Linked DNA regions of Sus scrofa: all the other regions are linked to region 3. A link is a contact called in public HiChIP or PLAC-seq data. All regions are on one chromosome and are shown on one strand. Each heading gives the region's core, a stretch centred on a gene start, on an enhancer-like site or on the middle of the called end of the contact. The rest is flanking DNA. Distances are from core to core; before and after follow the strand shown.

The links. HiChIP or PLAC-seq counts read pairs in DNA pulled down with a chosen protein or histone mark.
Region 1: an H3K27ac HiChIP or PLAC-seq map of skeletal muscle shows a contact between it and region 3, with 5 times the contacts expected there. The contact joins two enhancer-like sites.
Region 2: a contact with region 3 is called in an H3K27ac HiChIP or PLAC-seq map of skeletal muscle, with 4 times the contacts expected there. The contact joins two enhancer-like sites.

Annotation. Positions count from the first base shown.
Region 1 is chr1:166,106,066-166,108,765 of Sscrofa11.1, reverse strand. CLN6 (ceroid-lipofuscinosis, neuronal 6, late infantile, variant) reads left to right here. Exons shown (of 7, transcript NM_001243614.1): 7 at 1-871. Among named protein-coding and RNA genes, the nearest start is that of CALML4, 7.6 kb to the right of the region's middle. Within about 2 kb of position 1,280, at least 22 of the 83 cell types and tissues checked have an H3K27ac peak or open chromatin away from gene starts, as enhancers often do. A contact at or near this core is called in skeletal muscle, where this site is marked.
Region 2 is chr1:166,086,284-166,088,983 of Sscrofa11.1, reverse strand. PIAS1 (E3 SUMO-protein ligase PIAS1) reads right to left here. Exons shown (of 14, transcript XM_003121749.6): 14 at 1,742-2,700. Among named protein-coding and RNA genes, the nearest start is that of CALML4, 12 kb to the left of the region's middle. Within about 2 kb of position 1,318, at least 3 of the 83 cell types and tissues checked have an H3K27ac peak or open chromatin away from gene starts, as enhancers often do. A contact at or near this core is called in skeletal muscle, where this site is marked.
Region 3 is chr1:165,808,539-165,811,238 of Sscrofa11.1, reverse strand. No RefSeq gene overlaps it. Among named protein-coding and RNA genes, the nearest start is that of SKOR1, 56 kb to the right of the region's middle. Within about 2 kb of position 1,383, at least 45 of the 83 cell types and tissues checked have an H3K27ac peak or open chromatin away from gene starts, as enhancers often do. A contact at or near this core is called in skeletal muscle, where this site is marked.

The DNA of each region.
Region 1 (2,700 bases), core at 31-2,530, 300 kb before region 3:
CTTCTCAGGACGGGATCTGGTTTGAGGCAGTGTGTCCCGGCCAGGCCCTGGGCCCTGTCCTCCTGTGCACCTGACTGGAGTCAGGCCCTCACTCCCACTGCTCAGGGCTGTCTCTTCTCCTGGGGGTCTTCCAGTAGCTGCACAAGAGAGGCCTGAGTGGGGCAGAGGTCAGGAGGGGACTTGGCCTGTCACCCCCTGACCTGGCTCACTGCTCAGACCCGCCCCGACCCTGGAGGCCGGATGACACAGGTTACATGAACTTGCTGTGTGTTCATGAGCAAAGTGCACCCCTCGGGAGGGATGAGTGGTTCTACCCGGCCCCTGCCCCCTCCTACCCTGGGAGGGTACACACCCCAGATCCTCACCGAACCTCAGGCTGCGGGGAGCCAGAGACCAGCCCTTCCCCTAACCTGATCTTGGCGCCTGGCAGTGGCTATGCCCCAGCCACGTAGCTCTGCCAGCAGCTGTCTCTACCCTCTCCCCGCAACCACAGGTTTTTAGTGGCAGCTGGAGGCAGAGTTCTCCCTACTTGCACTGTGTCCTGAGCCCCTCAGCAGGGACGGGGACATCTTGTCTCAGCCTGAATCTACACCTTCCCCCACACCAAGGCCCTGCGCCCAGAAGAGGGAGGCCTCATCCTGGGACCCCCTCTGCCCCCACCTCCCCAGACACTGGACCAGGTCTCCTCCCACAGCTGATCTCCCAGCAGAATCCTGCGGGCGGCTCAGAGGCCCCGCCTCCTCCCCTGTGCTCTCAGGGAGCCCTGTGCCTCAGATTCTCCTTTCATGTAGGGGTCCCTCCCAGCCCCGTGAGTCCTGTCTGCTGGCAGCATCTGGGCTGAGGGGTGTGAATAAAGGTGGTGTGAATCCAAGCCTGCCTGCTGCTGCTGCTGCTGCTGCTTCTTGGGGTGCGAATTTGGGAGGAGGAGGGTGAAGCAGAGAAAGGAGTGGCTGGTCTGGGGCCTAGGCAGGAGCCCTGGGCAGACCCTGAGGGCCCACTCAGCCCCTTATGCTCCCATCTGAGAGCAGGTGCTGCCATCCATGCCACTTAGTAGGTTGGGGGGCCGCCAGGAAGCAAGGCCTCTTAGTGCCAGCTGTCTTCAGAGGCGTCTGGGGGCTGGGACTGGGCCTTTCCAGACCTGCCCCTCAGAGATGTCTCCTCTGATCCCCTGGGCTGTGCTGCCAGCCTGTTCCAGAGGCTGAAGCAGAGGGTGCCCTTGGCGGAAAGGCAGGGAGGCTGGTCTGTGGGAAGTTGGCACTTAGCCTTGGGCAAATCACTTGATCCCTTGGAGCCTCAGCTCTTGGTCTTTGAGAGTCACTGTGCAGCCACCAGGGACTTACTGAGCTACTCTTAGCAGAAAACACAGAGGAGGCTGCATGGGACAGGAAATGCTTGCACCATCATAGGCCATGTTGTGATGAGAAAAACACCTTTTGATGAAAGCAGCTTTGTTTTTCAGAATTGCTGCCTCTGCATTCTAGTGTGATCACCCTTCTCCCACCCAGAGTCTGGACATAAAGATTGGAGTTTAGGATTCCAGCTGTGAGTTCCTGTTTTGCTTTTCCCGGGCACCTTTTAAAATAACCACTTAAGGGATTTCCCATCATGGCACAGTAGAAACAAATCTGCCTAGCATCCATGAGGATGCAGGTTCAGTCCCTGGCCTTGCTCAGTGAGTTAAGGATCCGGCATTTCCGGGAGCTCTGGTGTGGGTCATAGATCCAGCTCAGCTCTGGCGTTGCTGTGGCTGTGGTGTAGGCCGGCAGCTGCAGCGCCAATTCGACCCCTGGCCTGGGAACCCCCGTATGCTGTGGGTGTGGTCCTTAAAAAAATAAATAAATAAAATAACCACCTAAGAATTTAAACCCATGAAAAGTTAGCAGCCTCTGTCCCCACCCCCACCTTATAAATACCAGGTGCTTGCTGTCCTCCATCTCCTGCTCCCTTAAGGCCTGGGATGGAGGATGGCCCTTCCCTCGGCTCCTTGTGCCCCCTGGATTCTGGGATCTGAAATAATAAATCTTGTGACTTTACTTCCTTTGTGGGGATATATTGAGACTGTGCATTCAGTCAAAATGACCCCATGGGTTTCACTTCCCCAAAGTGGGAGCTGGATGTGGAGGGAGCTCCCTGCTGCCCCCATGTGGGTGGATCGTGCCCTCACTCAGCAGGTCATAATCTGCATTTTCTTAATTCAGGGTGGGCTCTGGCCTCTCAACACACAAGGGCCCCCACCTGCCCAGCAACCTCATTTGACTCCTTCCCACCTCTAGCCACTGCTCCTCCAAAGCCTCTCCAGGGCCTATTCTCCACAGAAGTTCTTTATAGATATCTTCTGAGCAGGTGCAGGCCTGCTTAGGTGGGGTCTGAAGCTTATACAATTTAGGGGATGCTTGATAAGAAACAAACAAAAAAAGTGAATAATAAATTACATCTAAAAATGATGTTTAGAATTGAAAGGAAATCACAGCAAATTATTGGAGCCTTGGAGATTTGTGTTTCTCTTGACCAAGGTCTCTTTGGGCAGTTTAGTGAAAACCATTCCCTAGAAATATTTAACTGCAACCTGGCTTCACCCTGCCTAGAAGATTCTAGGTCAGTGGTCCTCAAAGTGGGGCCCTGATGGGCAGCATCTGGATGGCAGAGGAAAATGGAAATTCTTGCTCTTCTGCTGACTGAATCAGAAATTCTGGCGACGGG
Region 2 (2,700 bases), core at 69-2,568, 280 kb before region 3:
AGACCCTTAATGATACTTCAGGATTTTGAGTGTTCCCCTGGCACATCAGAGAGGTTCACGGAACTAGGATGGTCTGTTCAAGTGGGCAGAATTGATCACAGGGTTCAAGCCATTTCCTCAGGACTAAAGGAAAAGTATAAGGGGTGGAACAGGCCATTGCCATGGCACAGCAAGAGCTCCAGAAAACAGCAGTAGGGGTACTGGTCCTGCTGGGAGCTTTTCCAGCTCAAGCGGCTTTTTAAGTTAGTTATGTAACCAGGAGGTGCCAGGCTGGTGCTGGCTGTGCACTCATCAAACTTGTGGATCCACTGCTAGTGTCAGGACAGCCCTAAAAAGGGCTGGAGTCACACACCAGCATGTTGAAGGGGGAGCAGGGCAGAACTCTAAGGACAGAGATTTTCATCCTTATATGTATCGAAATTGGGCTCTCTGGGCTGTGGCTTCATCTAACGATGCCGTAGTGGCTAAAGCAAAAGAAAACCAAATTAAGAGGGAGGTGTGTCCCTCAGAGATTTACCCATGACACAAATCTAAGGGCCAGACACAAAGGAAACTGCAGGGGAGAAAACAGTCATGGTGCAACTATCTCACAATGCTGCATGGCTTCAGACCAAATGGAGGGCCTGAGAAAGGAGAGCTGCTTTTGTTTCCCTAACAGCGTAACTGCCAATGGAAGTGAGCAGGGATTCCTAGGAGCAGCAGAGCAGGCTTTTGTGGGGGGAGGCAATAAAAAGCCTCCTAAACCACAAAGTAAGTGAAGTTGTGATTGTCTAGCTGGGGATCCTAGGTTCACAGTTACAAGAGATCCAGGTTTTGTGGGGTCTAAGGACCTGGAAGAAGCCGGAGCAAGTGAGGGGCCCCAGTGCTCAAACTTCATTACCTTCAAGGTAACTCCACCTGTGAGCTGGCTGGTTAGATGTTGGCACCCCACGGAGAACCAACCGCTCTATTTCACTTTTAGGCAAGGCTCAAGGGTCCTAGCTCCACATCTCTTTTTAACTCAGCATGGATATGAGGAAGTTAGTCCTGCACAGCCAATCTGGAATGTGAAAGATTGGATAGTAGATAGCTGTGATTTAGATGGTAGAGGCAAAGCAAGTTTTGGGCTATAACAGTGAGGGTATGTTCCTCCAAAACTTTACATCTTGATATGCCACATACAATGGTACCTGTATGGTTTTAAAGCGCATGTTATTAATCTTATTTGCCTAACAAGAATCTGAAGTGTACCTTGCCAAAACACCCAAGTGGTGTGCAATGGCCATTAGAACCTGGGGCTCGCGTCCACTGACTGTGTTTCTAATTATGGATGTTCAGTGGGTAGGATTCCAAGATCTTAGATGTTCTAGTGACTTAAATCTCTACTCCAGGAAAGGCTTTGACACCACCCCATGTCCAGGTTTCATGCACATTCCTGAAATTCCACTTGGTTTACCCAGCACCTAGTATTGTTTGCAAAAAAGGCCACAGTGCTCTTAACAATCAACTTGCAGATTAATTAAACAGATTTAAAACTAAATAGACTCTGGGTCATTACAAAGCTAGCCAAATTTGAGTAAGAAAGGGGAACGATGGCTGTATATTCATTACTTACCCTCAAAGCATGTTGCAAGAGAATGGGTTACTTGTCCTGCTTTGAAATTTCTGGATCAAAGGGGCCCTGGAAGCACAAAGCATTGTCACTTTTTCTCACAGGGACCTTTACCTTGTATACGCAGCAGTGCATTTTACAGAAGACAAATTAACTGAAGGGTTTTCTTTTATTACATCTAAAGAGCTCTACATAAACAGGTAACATTCAATAGGTAAACAATTTTTTTTTCCAATGCATGTAATAAATATTTTCACTTGGTACTTTTATACAAACTGACATTGGTCTACTATACATTTTTAAAAGCCATTTTACTGGTTTGGCATGCGGTATGGAAATTCTAAGAGAGAAAGTTTTAAGGCAATGAATCACAGATTTTAAGTTCATGGAATTTATGGTAACTTTTATATCTGTTTATATACATTTTCCCCTTTGTTAATTAAACAATTAACAGCAGCACACTCCCGGACCACCAGCTATTCTCCCTCCCTCTTTCTGAAATCTTTGTTTTCTTTTAATTAAAAAACAGAAATCAACATGTATTGATAAAACAAAATTCTTACTAAAATAATTTCAAATATGCTTTAAAGTCCTGAAGATCTTGAAGTGTTTTTTATGTGTTTAAAATTGGAACTGTTTAAAAACAATGTTTTTTTTCCCACAATTAGGAATTAAAACTCAGGATACATTTTCATTCAGTTTCAGACATTTGAGTCAAAGGAAAATCTGCCAAGAAATCACATTTTTCAGAAGCTTAAATGAATCTTTGCTAAGTAAGTCAGTAATAATAGAGAACTGTGATAAATCTAAATTAAAAGAAGTAGAAAATTTTTAACACTCAAAATAAATTAGTCAACCAAGTGTGGCATGGCTAAGGTCCAGATTGTTTTCAAAAGATGTGTTCAAATAATGCCCACAAAATAATTAAAAGCCACTTCAACCCTGCTAGTCAAACAGCTATTTTATCAAAGATGTGTGTGTGTACACACACACACATACACACACACACACACACACACAGAGGGTACTATACAGAAACACAAACTTATGCACACCTATTATGAATGACCAAAGCAAGGGGGGTGGTGGCAACTTGACTAAAGATTCTG
Region 3 (2,700 bases), core at 134-2,633:
GCAAGTTTACGAAGCTAGAATCAGAGATAAAAATTTCTGTGTTCAAAAAAGGAGGTAGTTAAAAAAAAAAAAAAAAAAAGGAGGTAGTTAAGTAAGCTGTGATAAATCCCATGTAGTCGTTAAAATGATGATATACATCTATATTTACAACACCAAAAGCCATTCATAACTGAAAAAAGCAAGCTGGACAGCAGTATAATAAACCTGCAGATGAATGTTTACAGCAGCCTATTTATAACTGCCCCAAACTGAAGGCAACCAAGATGTCCTTCCAGAGGTGAGTGGATAAACAAACAGTGGTACATTCATATAATGGAATAGTATTCAGTGATAAAAAGAAATGAGCTATTAATCTATGAAAAGACACGAAGGACGCCTAAAAGAATATTCTTTGGTAAAAGAAGCTAGCCTGAAAACTCTCCTTACTGTGTGACTCCAAGCACATGGCAAACTGGAAAAGGCAAAAGCAGAGAAAGAGTAAAAAGATCAGTGGCTACAAGGGGTCCCAGGGGAGGGAAGAGTAGGTGGGACACTGGACTTAGGGTATTCTGCGTGATACTATAATGGTAGATAGACGACCTTGTGCGTTAATCAAAACTTTGAACTTCACAGCACAAACAGCGAACCTTAATTGAGCTGTGGGCTTTAGTTTATGACAACGCTGTGTCAATCTTGGTCCATCAATTGGAACAAAAGTGCCACACTAACACAAGATGTTACTAATAGTGGAAAACTGTGAGAGCGGGCACAGGGGAGACAGGGGAACTGCACTCTCGCCTCAATTTTCTGTAAACCTAAAACTGCTCTAAAAACCAAACTCTATTACTTTAAAAACAAACAGCATGATCCCTTTCATGTCAATATACATCCGTGTGTTTTTGTGCATAGAAAAGTCTGCAAGGACAAAAAAAGAAGAAAAAAGTCTCCAAGATCATAACCAAATTAACAGCAGTTGTCTCAGAATGGTAGGATTAATGGAGCGCTTTCTCCTGGTTCTTCTTGTCCTTTTTTTTTTTTTAAACAAAAGCATGCGTTAATTTCTTATAAAGAAGTAATGTTGTGAGGCCGGGGGGCCCAACACGCCCCGGAGCCGGCTCTGCCCCGCGCTGGCGCCGCGAAGGACGCCGCTCGCGCTCAGTGCCCGCGGGGCCCAGCGCCCGGCTCGGCATCTGCTCCGCCCATCGCGTCCCTCGCCTTTTCAGTTTGGGGTCCGAGCCGTTGGGGAAAAGAAGGCAGAATTCCTCCGGTGCAATTGCGTCTGCACACTCGGCTGGCGCGGAGGCCGGGAGGGCGCCAGGCAGGGGCACCTCGGGGCTGGGCCGGGCCGGGGCCGCAGACGCCCTGCGAGGCTACGGGGGCCCGGCCGCCGCCCCGCCTGGCCTTCCAAGGGCTGGAATGTTCCCGCGGCGGAGTGTACTTTGTTCTGGGGCTGGGGGAGGGGGGAGCGGGGGCAGGGCTCCAGGGCCCCAGGGAACTGGAAGGCGGCCAGCTTTCCATTCCCGGGGTGCCTTCCTGGGTGGGGTGAGGAGGGCGGGGAGAGGAGTCGTTTAGTTCCCGGGCTGGGCGGCTACGGGACAGCGGGCGGAACCCCTGGATTGCAGTGCCAGCCCTGCACTGCACGCGCGGCTAGCTGCATACCCCTGGCGTCCTGTTTCTTCGCCTCTCTGGTCCTCAATCTCCTCATCTACAAAATGGGGGTAATAATAACGATAATGGCACATAGTTGTTGCCGGGCACTGTTGTAAAGTCCTCTACGATGTAAAGCCCTCTGCAAGCGCTTATTCTACTACAACACTTTGAAATAGATGCTGTTACTATAATAATGTAATTATCTTGTTAGTATTCTAAAGTATTAGTATTTGTAAGTATTCTATTAGTAGATGAATACTCTCTTTGCACAGCACAGATGCTCTGGCTGTAGAAAGCCTGGCCCAGCCTCCTTCCAGGTAAGTGAAATGTACACTATTATTTTCACTTTATTTTTAAATTTTTTTAATATTTATTTATTTATTTTGTCTTTGTAGGGCCACACCCACAGTATATGGAGGTTCCCAGACTTGGGGTCCTCTTGGAGCTGTAGCCACGGACCTATGCCACAGCCACAGCCACTCGAGATCTTAGCCACATCTGCGACCTACACCACAGCTCATGGCAATGCCAGATCCTTAACCCACTGAGCAAGGCCAGGGATCGAACCTGCGTCCTCATGGATACTAGTCAGATTCATTTCCACTGAGCCACAACAGGAACTCCTATTTTCACTTTAAAGAGGAGGAAAGAGAAGGTCAGAGAGGTTAAGTAATTTGTCCAAGGGCACACAGCTCCTAAGTGTCCATCCTGCAAATCCAGGCAGTCAGGCAGATACCCTATACTCTTAACCTCTACAGATACTGCCTCTCTACTTCCAGGCTCAGGGGGCCCTTAAAATCTGTTTATTTAGACATATTGTGATCTGTGCAACAATTCTGAGGAAGTGTTACTACTAATAATAATTAACACGGAGTAAAGAAAGTTACAACCAATTGAGGGCTGTAATTTTCAGGACACCCTATGAGGTAGGTGCACTACTATTATTCCCATTTTAGGGATGAAAGAACTGAGGCACTGGGTGGTTGCTTCAGTTCTAGGAGATGGAACTCATTTATGGCGAAGCCAGAGCCCAAAGCTTAGCTGCATGTAGCCTCCTTTGTGGTAGTTTAT